Regions from separate parts of the Sus scrofa genome. Here region 1 is linked to region 2. A link is a contact called in public promoter capture Hi-C data. All regions are on one chromosome and are shown on one strand. Each heading gives the region's core, a stretch centred on a gene start, on an enhancer-like site or on the middle of the called end of the contact. The rest is flanking DNA. Distances are from core to core; before and after follow the strand shown. Region 1 holds the start of SLC2A1 (solute carrier family 2, facilitated glucose transporter member 1). Region 2 holds the start of IPO13 (importin-13).

What was found. Promoter capture Hi-C pulls out the DNA fragments that hold promoters and counts their contacts.
Region 1: a contact with region 2 is called in a promoter capture Hi-C map of fetal skeletal muscle, with 8 times the contacts expected there. The contact joins the promoter of SLC2A1 here to the promoter of IPO13 in region 2. A contact is called at or near these places in 1 of 5 promoter capture datasets (fetal skeletal muscle) and 1 of 2 datasets of contacts at active chromatin or transcription factors (alveolar macrophages).

The regions. Positions count from the first base shown.
Region 1 is chr6:168,533,624-168,536,890 of Sscrofa11.1, forward strand. It overlaps SLC2A1 (solute carrier family 2, facilitated glucose transporter member 1), which reads left to right and starts at 1,775. Exons shown (of 10, transcript XM_021096908.1): 1 at 1,775-2,048. The coding sequence starts at 2,031.
Region 2 is chr6:167,346,484-167,349,604 of Sscrofa11.1, forward strand. IPO13 (importin-13) reads right to left here and starts at 1,322. Exons shown (of 19, transcript XR_298727.3): 1 at 487-1,322.

The DNA of each region.
Region 1 (3,267 bases), core at 525-3,024, 1.2 Mb after region 2:
TCATTCACCCCCCCGCCCCCCGCCTTCTGCCTTCACTGCTACGGAAGCAGTCCTCGGGGAGCTCAGTCTAGGGGAGACAGGACAGGCGCACACTAAGAAACACCGGAGGGTAAAGAAGAGACAGTGTCCCTCTTGGAGGATTTAGGGGTGCTTCCTGGAGGGGGTCACATTCCAGAGGTGCTTTGTGCTCTCAGGAGCGTTTTTATTTGGGGAGGTGGAGGTGGAGGGAGTCACGCAGGGGAAACAACCAGAGCAAAGGGGCAGACGTAGAAAGCACCAGTCTGAGGGCAGAGGCTGAGGCTGTACACTGGCCCCTGAGGGCCTTGCTGGCCAGGTGGGACCTTGTTGCCTCCAAGGAAGAAGGAAGGCAATGCCGGACATCCAAACAGGAGAGCGAGGGTCAGCACTGGAGCGGAAACCAGAGGCTCTGGAGGCCCTGCAGGCAGCAGGAAGGGGAGGAGGGGGAGGGGGTAGAGAAGATGAAATCCACAGGGGCTTCGGGAAGAGGAGGGGCGGCCCCAAGCTTTTCAGGCCGAGCAGCAGAGAGAGCATAGACTCTGGAGTCGCAGGCAGGGTGTGCCGGGAGGGGGCCTGCCTTCCCTTCCAGGGCTCCTTGCCCAGCCAGGCTGCCCCCTAGGCCAGCACAGGACCCACAGCCCAGACAAAGGACTCCAGGGGTCACGTGGCCAGCTGGGCTCCGCCTTCCCCACAGAAAGTAACCCCTTTCTGGCCCCCTCCACAGCCAACAGGACCCCCAGCCTAAACTTCGGATTTTGTCCAGACCTTTGGACGGGGTGTCTTTCTTTTCACTGTGTCTCAAATAAGACACAATTCTACAAGAAGAAGTGAGGTGCGGTCATCAGATGGAATAAGGTGAACTGTCACCACTACCACGAGAGGGGGACTTCCTGCCGGCCAGCCTGGGCGTCTGTGGACACTGGAGCTCTGCAGAGAGCAGATGAAGTTGGCAGGGTGATCCTTCTGGTTTAGCCAGGAGAAAGCTGGGCCTCGTGGGCCAGCCTGCTTCTTAGATCACCCAGGGCTGGTCTACAGCGAAGCTGGTTCAAACCCAAGGTCTCCTGTGTGATTGTTCTTCACATTTTCCACACTCACCTGTCACCACAGAGGCACAGGTACTGTCAGGGGCCGAGAAGGCTTCACAGAGGAGGTGATGATAAAGTCCAGAGAAGAGGCGGGTACGGATTTCCAGGCAGGGGGCCCAGCCTGTGCTACAGCAAGGCTTCGCTTACAAACGGGAATGTGGGGGTGGAGAGGGAAAGGGAGGAGACCGCGGAGCGAGACCTCCCGTAGCCTATGACATACTGAAACACCACTGACCACGTAACAGACGCTGTTCTGAACACTCCACAAATATTAACTCACTTAATCTTCATAACAAACCTATGAGGTGGTACTAGCGCTACCGCTGGTTTCGCGAAGCTATCCGGTGGCGAAGTGAGGACTCGCTCCTAAGCGCGACCCTGGGCCGCTCCTACTTTGTCTCACAGCCGGTAGCAGCGCCTCCATTTTGCTGGAGGCCGCTGAGGCTCAGAGAGGTGCGCACACTTGCTGAGGGTCACACAGCCAGCGAGCCGCCGGGACCCAGAGACCCAGGGAGACCCGCAGCCGGAGCAAGGTCTCCGCGCCGAGCCCCCCGCCCCCTTCCCGGGGCCGGGGCCCGGGCCCCCTCCCCGCGGAGCCCCGCCCCGGACGTGCCCCAGGCCCCGCCCCAGACCCTGCCCACCCCTCCGCCCCCCGCGCACCAGCCGCGCCAACCAATGGCTGGGGTCCTATAAACGCGACTGTCCCGGCGCTCAGAGGTAACCCGGGCGAGCATTCAGATCGCGGGCCGCTGGTCCCAGGAGCTGGCTCGCTAGCGAGCGGGAGGCCCAGCGACCGGAGTCGGAGTCAGGGTCGTGGTCGGAGTCTCAGGACCGGAGCAGAAGCCTGAGCCGCAGAGCGCAGCCCGCTCGCCAGCCCGTCGCCGCCCGCGCACCCGGCGCTGCCCGAGCCTCCGGCGCAGCGCGGCCATGGAGCCCAGCAGCAAGGTGAGAAGCGCGCCCGCGGGCCCTCCCCGCCCGGAACAAAGGCGCGGACCCCCGCCGCCCCCTCCGCGGGCCTGGACCTCCCCCGTGGCCCGGCAGCGCGGTGCGCCCTGGGCTGGCGGCGCGCCTCCCTAAGCCTCGATCGGCGCCGGCCTGGAGCGCTGGACCCTGCCGGGGCTGGGGACGCGGGCGGGGATGGGTTCGGGAATCTGGCTGGCGCGAGGGCGCCGCGTGCGTAATTGGCGTCCGCACTAAGTCACTGTCTTCCTTCCAGGGACGCGGCGCGGTCCCGGCGAGCACGTCGGGGCGCGGGCGCGGCACGTCGCTCACGATCTCCCCAGCGGCGGTCCCGCGCAGACTCCTCCCGGGGCGGGGGAGGGGGCCCGAGCGCGGCGCCCATTGGCTGAGCCGGCCGAGCCCCCGGCCCGGCCCCGGCCCGGGTGAGCCGAGGAGGCGGGGCCCGCCCCCGCTCGGCGGGCTCCGAACCTCTGCTCGCGATTGCCCGGCGCCACGCTGGGCGCGAGGCCTGGTGTCGCGAGCTTTCCGCGGCCTCGCGCCGTCCGCACGCCAGCCCTCCGGGGCTCCGAGGCGTAGGGCGCTCTCTTAAGGCCCGGGCCCCAGCCCCAGGGTTCCCGGCTCCAGGGCTGAGGCGAAAACCCCGCCTCCGAGGCCCTTCTTTCCGCGTATCGCAGGCCCCAGAGCTTTGGCCAGGTCCCGGGGTGCTGCGAGGTGGCAGCTTTCCCGGCTCGGGCAGGGCTGGTGAGGGCGGGGCGGAGAGAGCGCCCCGGGCGCAGCCGCCGCGATCCCAGGGGGCCGAGGGTCGGGAAGGGGCCCCGGGCTGAGGGGAGTGGGAGGACGGCGCGTGGGGGGGAGTCGCGGGGCCGGGGACTCCGAATACAAAAAAGAGGACTCCTCCTCCGGGAGCAAAGCACTGCCTGGGTACGACCTCTCCCTCCTCCCTCCCTCCTCTCTTCTTTTCATCCGTAAACTGGCCTGTCCTACAGGGGATCTTTGAGGCTTCCCCAGAACGGTTCCTTTCCGGCAAATATTTCTTGGGCCCCACCTCAAGTGTAGGCATTGTTTCCTCCCTCCCTTCTTCCCCCTTCTACCGAGTATTTTTAAGTCACATTTTCCTCTGAAGCTCGGCAGAGGTGACACAAGATGACTCGCTTTTTACACCCTGCGTGCCGGGGGACCGCTTACCTCCGCACCGCCCTTCCTT
Region 2 (3,121 bases), core at 72-2,571:
GTGGTCTGGCTTCGGTCCAATAAACGAAGGCCCCTTCCCCAAGGAAGAGTGAAAGCACCATCCAGATCGTTTTAGCTCCAGGTTATTCTCTGAGCCCTTGGCTCAACAGAACAGGTCCAGGAGGGTTCAGCATCGCCATGGTTTCTGAGGACTGAGCTGCAGGTCTCCTGGGTTCCTGATTTCTTACTGCACTGCTCCTGCAGTTCCCATGGAGCTGGAGGAGAGCCAGTCTGGCTGGAGAGCTACACGGGGAGCACCCTGGGGGGGCCATCCCGAGACCCTAGAGTATCCACAGAGGACCCAGGTCAAAGAAAGGCCAAAAATAGCCTATTGAGAGGCTACTGCTGCCCAGAAAGACAGCAAATGCCAGGTGCTCTGGAGGCACCCTCCCAGCGGGCACCCAGCCCAGGCCTAGGCTCTGGCATTAGTGTCTGTCCCCAGAACTTCTGCTCTGTCACTGGAGTGCCCACCCCAGGGCCCTCATACCTTCTCCACGTTCTCCACAGTGAAGTCCAAGGCTGGTGCCGCTCCAGCCCCTGCAGCCCCCGGCTGCTCCTCCCGCCGCTCCATCTTTGCTCCCTCCCCAGCAGGGAGGTGGACCGTGACCTGTCTCCTGCCCCAGCCTCTTGGCTGCTGGCCCCCCTGCTAGACCCCGGCTTGGGTGCCCAGGGAGAGCTGGGGTGACAGGGGACCCAGGGCGAGCATGGCTGCCGAGGCCTCCCCACCTCGGTGGGGGGCGGGGGGCTTGCCAAAGGCCAAAAGGGGTGCCCTTCGGAGAAGACCCACGGAGGGGCACTCCTAGGAGAAAGCCACCGGTGCGGAGTTCGCAAGCGAGGGGTCCTAGTGGTAGGTCAAGGCTCTGTCCCCGGAATCTATGAGGAGAGAGTCACAGGGGAGGGAGGCCTGGGAGAAACCGAGGCCCCGGCCCGCCAAGGGTCACAGGGTCGATGGCCTGTACCCACAACACCCTCTTCTGAGTGAGCTCTCGGGTCCTAAGAGGAGGTCAAGGGGCTGGGGGGTCACGGGGGAAAGAGCCCTTCGCAGGTTACGCAGGCGTCCAACGAAGCGCGGGGCTGCAGCTTCGCAGGTCTGGGGCGAAGAGTCCGGAGAGTTGAGGGGCTGCGGCAGGTTCCCTCCGCTCGGCCCGGCCCGCGCTCTTCTCACCGCCGAGCTCCGGCCCCGCTGCCGCCGCTGCCTCCGCCCCAGTGACTGACAGGCGAGCCGGCCCGGCCGGGACGGGGCGGGGACCTCAGAGAGGTGAGGGCTGCCCCGAGCGCCTGTCCTCGGCACCGCCGACACAGACGCCGTCCCCCCCGACCCGGCTCGCCTGCCCTGACCCGACCCGGCCCGGCGCAGCCCGGCACGGCCCGGCGGAACTGCGCGGCAACTCATTCCGGGTCTCCGCTCCCGTCCTCGCGCCAACACGCGCGCCCCCGAGCAGGCGACGGAGCGGCGCGCCGCTCTAGGCCCCCGCCGAGCCAAAGGCCCCGCAGCTTTGCACCCTGGGAAATGTAGTCCGTTTTGCGCCCAGCGAGAGGGCGGCGCCTGGTGGCCGCGGCCGGGAGCACGTGGGCTTGGGGCTGGCGGAGCCCAGCCAACCCCAGTTTTACCGCGGCTTCCAGCGCTCCCGGTCGGACCGGCGGGCGGCGCTGCGGGAGGGCTCCCTAGACGGCTGTGACTCAACGGGTTGATGGATGGCGCTGGGAACCCAGGCTGGAGGATAAGGTGTGTGTTGGGGAGAGGAATACAGGGGACCCCGGTCACTCTGGTGCTCCGCCGCGGGCACCACCTGGGGCCCGGAGAGGGGCCGTCTGGGAAGACGGCTTCCGCACCACCCTGAGAAGAAACGAAACTTGGCACGCCTCCGTAGTAAAAAAGGGTGGCTCTCGGGGCCACCCATCGAGCAACTGGGAAACCGCGTACCATGGACAGTGCTCGGAGAATTTCCTAGGGTTCTTGGGAGCAACTTCTGTTTCTGAGTGATTAAAGTAAGAATAGTTCCCATTGAAGTGCTAGCATCAGTGCTTTGCATATCTAAGGTCCACCTCTCTCAGCACCTCCGTGGTGGGTAATTTTCATTCATTGTTTTCCGGGGAGGAAGCCAAAGTTGGAGAGGGTCGCGCTTACCTCGTCCCTGGGCACACAACTCGGGTAGCCGAGACCAGCCCCACATCTGACTGGCTGCAGGCAGACCCAGCAGTCCCTGCCCCTTACCCTCCGCTTGACCTTTTCTTAACGCTTGCCAGGGAAAGGAAGTAATCGAACGGGAAAAGACCTCTCCCTGCGCTTGTGCTCAGTGGAGGAAGCGGGCCATAGGACTGAGGCCTGAGAAGGTGGGTGAAGGCCTCCCTGAGAAAGTCCAGAAACTGGCTCTGAGTTTGAAGAACAGCAAGACTGGGGAGGAGGGAGGCTTGATGAGCTGTTAAGCAGAGTCCGGTGGGGATCTAGTCATTCGACAAACCTTTAACAAGAAAATGCTTGACGTACAGATAGTTTGTGTTCACTTTAAGAGGGAATGGGGGCCGGGAGGAAGGAGGGGGATGAGTAACAGAGATGAGGTTGGAAAGACAAGTTGGGAACAGTAGTCTCTTGAAGGAATTTAGACCTTATCCTCAGTGCAGTATGAAACCACGATGGGGTTTCAAGTGGGCAGTGATGACTGGATTTGCATTTTAGCCTCTCTCTGTCCTACGTAGGATACATTGAAGGAGGAAGGGGTAGAGGCTGGGGTGTTTGGAAGGATGAAGCAGGAAGCCAGCCTAAGGGAGCTGATTCCAGGTCTGTGCACAGGGCTGTGAAATGCCTTGGTCCCGAGCCTGAGATTTCATTGTGGAAGGTGTGGAAGGGGGAAGGATCAAGAGCACAGATTCTGGACTTAGGTCTGTGTTCAAAACCTGTCTCTGCCACTTTCTAGCCATAAGACCTTGACTTTTTTGGAACTCACTTAAAAAAAAAAAAAAAAATGAGGACAGTAATTCCTCCAGGGAAGGACAAACTGAGAGGGTATATGACTAGAGTGCAGTCTAGAGGCTGCATCTTGGTCAGTGTGAATTTTCTTCTTGCTTCCAATCCATGGCTTCTTTCTGGTGCCTGGGGGTCCCCATGGCAGAGAAAGAAGCCA